Regions from separate parts of the Anas platyrhynchos genome. Here region 2 is linked to region 1. Evidence: chromatin contacts called from public Hi-C data. All regions are on one chromosome and are shown on one strand. Each heading gives the region's core, a stretch centred on a gene start, on an enhancer-like site or on the middle of the called end of the contact. The rest is flanking DNA. Distances are from core to core; before and after follow the strand shown.

Region 1 (3,428 bases), core at 758-3,257:
CCAGGAGCAGCTGGAGGCGGCGAAGACAGAAACGCAGAAACAGAGCCAAGAGCTGGCCCTGGTAAGGGAGATGCCTGGGGCTGCACCGCCTGCCTGCAAGCAGGGCAGCTCCTTGGCCTCGGGGCAGTTCTCAAAGGGCGACCCCAGGGTTTCAGGGTTGATACTGGTGACCCAGTAGGGGATTTTACCTGCCTTTCTTTCCTCTCTGATGGTGGTTGGAAGGAATGGAGAGCAGCAAAGCTGGTGTGAGCTGGGATGTAGCACAAAACCCCAGCTGTCCCCCTGATGGACGCTGACTGCCCCCGCCACCACCCTGGGCGGACATTTGGGTGCCTTAAGCATCCAGCCAGCCAGCTCTGGGTGGGGTGAATTTTGTCGTGTGTCCCCTGGGTGTTGGAGGAGTTGCTTGGAGGGCTGGAAGATGGGGCTGGGGTTCTGCGGGTAAGCGGGAGAGAGGCCTGGGATAAAGGGCCGGGAAAGCCATCAGACCTGCCAAATTCATGAGGGCTTTTGCTTTTTAAATCAGTCCTTTGATTGAGACAGCAGTCGCTGCTTTGCTTTTTAATATTTAAAGGCTTCATTCTTCGGAGGCATATCTCACCAGTGAGGTTTAGGAGTCTGCGTTAGGGTAGGGCTCCAGCCTTTCAGCACTCCTGTGAGCCCTGCTGCAGCAAACAGAGGGTCAGGAGGTTTATTTTTTAAAGTCCTGGGTGGTATCCCTGGTTTGCAGGGGTGCTCAGAGCACAGTGAGCTGGGAGTTCAGTTTCTTCTGGCCATTTCTCCCTGTGTGCTGGCACAAAGGCTGCCCAAACTGCTCCATAGCTCCTTGTGTAGGGCCGTGCTGGGGGGCGTGTAACCGAGCCAGCCTCGCTGCTCCTCCTCCTTGCAGGTCAGGCAGCAGCTGGGTGAGATGAAGAGCCATGTGCAGGATGGAGGAGTCGTGGGGTCACGAGCCGAGCCGAGCGATCCCGAGCCCTTCGAGGTTAGGGGGGGTGAGGCCGTGGCTCGCAGTCCCGCGCCCCGTCCCGCATGGCCAACTGCACGAGGCTTTGCTCTCCTGGCCTGTGCCAGGCTCGTGGAGCCCCTCCAAACACACATCCCGCTCCTTCACCTGTTCCCTCGGGAGCCCTCTGTGCCAGCAGCAGGCTGGGGATGTTTTTGGGGAGGCAGGCAGGGAGCGCTGCCTCCAGCTGGGGTTGCTACACGGCCTCGAGCCTGCTCGGGGGCTGGGATTAGGATTACGGAGCTCACGCAGGGGCAGAGGCCCTGCAAATCTCGCCGGAGCCGGGCTGAAGGCATTAGCAGCGGCTGCTCCCCGCAGGCTAACACCTCTTGGCGGTGGCAGCTGCCGCCCCAAGCTGGGCTCTGCCTCTCTCTCCTTTAATCCTGTTAACCGTGGAGCCTTCTCCTGGGCGCTGCTCGTCTGCCGCAGCACGGGGACCTGCCAGATACGCCCAACACTCTGTTGTGCCTCTTGTCCAAATCCCAGCTTGTGCTGCCCAAAAATTCAAGCACCATTTGGCAGTGCAAAACCAACCCCGGGCTCACCATCAGCATCCTCCCGGCTTTGTACAGAGGCCAATGATGGTACCCGTTGCCCCTCAGTGCCTTGGACAAAGCTCCAGGTTTTGTTTCTTCTGTGTAGCCCAGCTTCCCTGGTACTGGAAGAAGCTCCTCGTCTAGGCCTTTGTTTTTTTAAATTATTATTATTTTTATTTTCTCTTCTGGACACTTTCCCCTTCTCCATGCAGTTGAAAACGCAGCTGGAGCAGAACGAAGCGCTGGTGGAGAAGGAGCAAGCGCTGAGGCAGAAGCTGGTGCAGGAGCTGGAGGAGGTGGGTGCCGGGGGCAAGCGGGGAGCGAGGGTTTGCCCCTGTAGAGGACCTTGGGGCTGCGAAAAAGCACCTCTGGAGAGCGGCCAAAAAACGCTGGGGCAGTGCAGCCAGCTGCCTGACGGTGGCTCTGTAACCCACCAACAGCAGAGGGACAGCCACAGGCCCTGCTGCATGGGGCAGGGAGCAGGAGGAGCCCGCTGGCACCGGCTGGTGCGTTGTTAAAGGTTGTGCGTCCCCCTTGCAGGCACAGAGCTCGGCACGCAGCTTGCAGGCGGAGCTGGAGAAGCTGAGAGTGGCTGAAAACGCAGCGGCGTCAGGCACGGAGGAGGCCCAGCATCTCAAGGTGATCTGGCTGCTGCCTCGGCTCAGCACCAGGCACAAAAAAGCCTTTGCCCAGCAGGACTGTGGTTGTGATTTGTGGTTCCTGGGGATGGTGGGGCAGGGTAGATGGTTCCCAAGGAAGGTGCAGATGTGTTTTGGAGGGAGGGGGTCCCCTGCGAGCAGCCTGGACTGCAGGGGGAGGCTCAGGCAGATGGCTTCTTTTTACTCCCGTGTAGGAAAGACTTGAAAAAGAAAAAAAACTAACAAAGGACTTGGGCCAAGCAGCAACCAAACTCCAGGAGCTACTGAAGGTCACCCAGGACCAACTGGCCAAAGAGAGAGAAACGGTGAAGAAGTTGAAAGAACAGCTTCATGAAACGGTACTTGCTGGCAGCACCAGCCTCAACCAGGCCTTCCCTTGATACAGGCGGGGAAATGGGGTGGTTTAAAATGGGAGCAGTGGGGCACCCACGGCCACAACCCACCCGGCTGGCTTCTGGCAGCCCCTGGGACTGCGTTGGATGGTGGTCATGATCCTTCCCTGCCCAGGAGGGAAGATGTGGCCAGGCTGCGAAATGCTTTGCTGCTTAACCTCGAGAGCCCACCGAGTAACTGAGCTCTCTTGTGTTTCTTCTGCAGGGGGAAGAGGACAGTTCAAAGGAAGGGACTTCGGTTTGATGAGTCTGTGACTTAGAACTTAACCCTTCAACTTACCAAAATGCCTTACACATTCCTAAAAATAAAAAGTATATGCTGAATTTACTGTAGATAAAATACAAGCCATTAGTGACCCGAAACCTAGTTTTGAAACTTTAAGAAAAAAAAAAAAAGGAAAAAAAAAAAAAAGAAACCACCACCAACCAGTAAACACTGCAGGTGTATGTCTGTAGGAAAACCTTCATACTGTTTTGTACAACCCTTCGTTCCCGTGGGTGCTGCTCCCGACACGTTGGGGCAGGTGCCGGGGCTCGACCCTGCTGGAGCGGCAGAACTCGCGAATGTGTGAAAAGGGAAGACTGTGTTTGTACATCAACCGGTGCAATTATTATTTTATATATATAAATATATATATATTATTTTTTTTTTTGGAGTGAGAGAAGTGTGAAAGTAAGACCCACCAGTGGAAGGAAGCCTCTCTCTGACGGGTGGCTCTCGGCGCGTATCCTTTGTGTATTTTCTGAGTGTCGATGCAATTAAAATGACGTCGTAGCGAAGAGCCTGTGCTTTATTTTTCTGGTCACTTTTCGAAGTTGCTGTGCCAGGAATGTCTTG
Region 2 (3,501 bases), core at 374-2,873, 140 kb before region 1:
TTCTACAGAAGAAATACTTATTAAGGCCTAGCTCTCACCACAGCTCTTTCCCCTACCATAAGGCACTTACTAGATCTCCCCCCGCATCCCACTCCCCAGGACATCGATTTTAAACAAGTTTTAGAGGCTTAGCTGTCTTCGAAGCCTCACTCTGAAATCTGGACAACCAATTCAAAAGCTATTGAACAAAAAAGCTTGCAGCCAATGTTCTGATGCACATATTGATAGATAGGAAAAACAAAATGAGGTAGGTTAGGTTACTTCCAGAACCAGGCCTTGTTATCACTGTGACTAACCCCACAGTAACTACACTTGCACTTGACTGCTACACACAAGAGCGCTGTATCACATTCTGTTTTACATAGTAAATACAGAAAGTAGTACATGGGGGGAAGAGCAAAGGATTCTGCACACATCAGAAGACTAACGTGTTACTTCTTGGTGTTAGCTTCCTAACCTAGACAAGCAGACATACACACGGATGTTAACTTTCTGTTACAGAACAGAACCAGTAAATTTTGAGGTATGTTTAATTGGTAATGGAGACCCTACGTGGTTACGGCCACCAAGAAGAAGCTGTGCTAACCGTAAAATGACAGCAAAGGCCACTGACTCCAACCAGCCCCGTTTTGGCAGGCTGCCACCACACAGCCCGTCCGTACGAGTGGCACAGGGTGCCTGAAGTACCGGGGGGACCTACCATGGAGAGCAGCCTGTTGATGGCCATGGCTCGCTGCTGGGCTTCCATGTGGGGCATGTCATTCTGGATCACCTGGTCGGTGATGCCGTGAGGGAACTGGTGGCACAGCTCGATTATCCTGCGGGAGGGAGGGAGAAGAGCGAGGTTAAAAACCCTATCCTGCCACATCCCAAAGGCTGGGGGCGAGGAGAGCAGAGCTCACCCACCGGCTCTCGATGTCCACCGGGTCGGGCGCCTCCGGCTTCACCCGCACCTCCGCCATGGCGCCGCCGCGGCGCGCAGCGATGGCGTCGGAGCCGGGCGGGGAGCAAGGGGCGGGACGGGGCGGTTGCTAAGCCGGGATGGTGGCGTCTGTGGTAACATGGGGGGGATCGAGTGGCGAAGGCAGGGATCAAGGAGGCGGGCAGGGGTCGGTGGGGGTGAGCAGGGGCTGTCTGCATGCCGAGGGGTAGGCAAGTCTCTGCTCCGGGACCCAGTGTGAGGGGATGGAGCGGGGCTGTGTGGTGCGAGGAAGGGGCACGGGGGCCTGGTGAGGCTGATGCTGTCTCCTGTGACCTGTGCTGTCCCCCTGGTGGGCTCCCACCATGCTGACCGGGGACCCCGTGCTTCTGCCCTAGGTGTGCGCCAAGAGCTGGTGAGGCTTTGAGGAGAGCGGGTCACAGCCCCCGGTGTCAGGTAAAGGTCTGATCCGCACGCCCTGAGGTGACTTTGCCACAGGGTGCATGCTGCACAAGAGAGCTTTGGCTGAGGTAATGACATCATACGTAAATTATGATAAATTAAGTTTGGCACGTGCTTTATAGGTATATTTTCAATGCATACCACAAATGAGATAAGCTTAAGGAATAGCTGTCTCTCTCTAGCCCTCGTCAGGACATCTTCTTGCATTGCCCTGACACCCATTCAGGTGGCCACAACAAAACAAGTAGCTTGTTCTTCCTGCAGAGAAAATGATACCATATCTTTAATGATTAGGGTCAGGATACTTCACTGTTCCCTCTTAGCATGTATCACTGATGTATGATGCTAAAGCTGTTTCACTTGAATACTTGGAAGTCAGTCGTGAGCAAGGAAAGCTGAAGTGAAATAAAGGCAACAGAACTCATCTCAGGCTTTGTTCAAGGAGAAAATATCAAAAGTGTGATGATGGTTAGGATCTTATTTTTTTTTCAATGTGAAAAATATATAAATATTAATGAGTGAGCAGTTTAAAGTATCCAGTGTTCTCTCTCCTAAAATAAACAAATGAAGATGAGGAATTACATTAAAAGACCACATTTCTTAATGCATTCTTCTGTAAAAAAAAATGTTGTCAGCCTTTTTGTTTTTCTGTTTTAAAGATCACTGGTGAGAAAAATGACAGCGGGCTCTGTCTCAGTTCCTCAGGTCATACCACTTCGAATCCCTCTTCCAGGGAAGGCTAAACATGAAATAGATACAAATACTCTCGTAGAAATAAAATCAGGTACGAATAATAGCTTTGACTCTATGTAAAACATTTTCTTATGTGACCATTTGAAACTTTTTTTTATCATACGTTTATGAATATCCACTTCCCTGAGTAACTTATAAAATTAACTGTGTTTTGATACACCAAACACACTTGCACTTGATTTTATTAATTCAAACAATGTCATTGACATGGGGGGTTTTCCTCTATGTTAGCGGTCTTAATTGCTTTCAAGATCAAGCTCTTTAAGTTGTTGCATTTTGCTGTGACTGCAAAAATAGCACTTGAAAGTAGCCTGTGCTAGGCTTACCCTAAAGGACTTCCTTACAATTCCACATTTCATCGTAGGAGAAAATATATTTTTTTGTTTTTAGAACAGATGAGTTTTTGCAATGTTTCCCTACAAAACCATTGTACAGCTACTTTAAGAAGAGAAATACTGCGTACAATTGAAATTGTATTCATTTAGTAACCAATTTTTCATGGGAGAAACAATTTTGGTCATGAACCAATTTTTCATGGGAGAAACAATTTTGGTCATGAACTTTCAGTCATTTATACAACTGCTTTATTCTGTTTATGGGAAAAAAATCAAGCACAGTAGAGAGGATTTCCAGAGGTGTGGAGTTTGTTTTTATTACAGCTCTCCCACAGTTTAGCTAATTACTTTCTCTGTCTTTCAGATACACCTGAGGTCTCCATTTATTACACATTAGATGGAAGTAAACCAGAACCCAATAAGAAACTTGGCTATGGAGAGCACAACACTTTTAAGTATAAAAGTCCTATCATATTACCAGTTGGGAAAATCATGGTCAAGGCACTTGCAGTTACAAAGTAAGTATCCTGGTTTCTTTTAGTTTTATTTTGTCAGGGGATTGATATCCCAGTAGCGGCTTAGAGCCATGTTGTTTAAACTACCCTGTATTTGGAAAATGAGAGACAACTCTTTCCCCAACCAGTTTGCAACCTAAGTGATCTTTATGGGTGCACTGTCTTCACTTTCTCATAACACTTTTTATTCATTGTTTATGGAGATGGATCATCTCCAGGATCTTTATATTCTGTGACATGGATATAGGCCAATGATCCATAGAGGCTGTGGGTGAGAGATTAATAAAATACACTATACTCAAAGTTCATCTGTCAACGTGATCAAAATGCCAGAGGGACTACCGTGGTATTTTCTGCCATCAGAAGTCATCCAACGATTCAACAGATTTAAAAAAACTGGTCTTCCCAGGAATTTGCATAGTTACTCTGGAAGGGGCACAGAATGGCAGACCCCACAGCTCAAGAAAAATGTTGCATGCACAAGAGTAAAGTAAAAATGCAACATTCCAGAGAAATG

What was found. Hi-C and Micro-C count contacts between places; a contact is called where the count stands out from the background.
Region 2: a Hi-C map of liver shows a contact between it and region 1, with 1.6 times the contacts expected there. The contact joins the promoter of POLR3F here to the enhancer-like site in region 1. A contact is called at or near these places in 2 of 8 Hi-C or Micro-C datasets (liver and subcutaneous adipose tissue).

What each region holds. Positions count from the first base shown.
Region 1 is chr3:15,865,485-15,868,912 of IASCAAS_PekinDuck_T2T, reverse strand. It overlaps RRBP1 (ribosome binding protein 1), which reads left to right. Exons shown (of 24, transcript XM_072035404.1): 19 at 1-61; 20 at 890-982; 21 at 1,752-1,835; 22 at 2,080-2,178; 23 at 2,393-2,536; 24 at 2,796-3,370. The coding sequence ends at 2,834. Among named protein-coding and RNA genes, the nearest start is that of DSTN, 13 kb to the right of the region's middle. Within about 2 kb of position 2,007, at least 3 of the 8 cell types and tissues checked have an H3K27ac peak or open chromatin away from gene starts, as enhancers often do. A contact at or near this core is called in subcutaneous adipose tissue, where this site is marked.
Region 2 is chr3:16,004,507-16,008,007 of IASCAAS_PekinDuck_T2T, reverse strand. It overlaps POLR3F (RNA polymerase III subunit F), which reads right to left and starts at 1,623. Exons shown (of 9, transcript XM_038177554.2): 1 at 1,523-1,623; 2 at 701-818. The coding sequence starts at 757. DZANK1 (double zinc ribbon and ankyrin repeat domains 1) reads left to right here and starts at 989. Exons shown (of 22, transcript XM_027453566.3): 1 at 989-1,056; 2 at 1,318-1,375; 3 at 2,041-2,165; 4 at 2,834-2,987. The coding sequence starts at 2,057.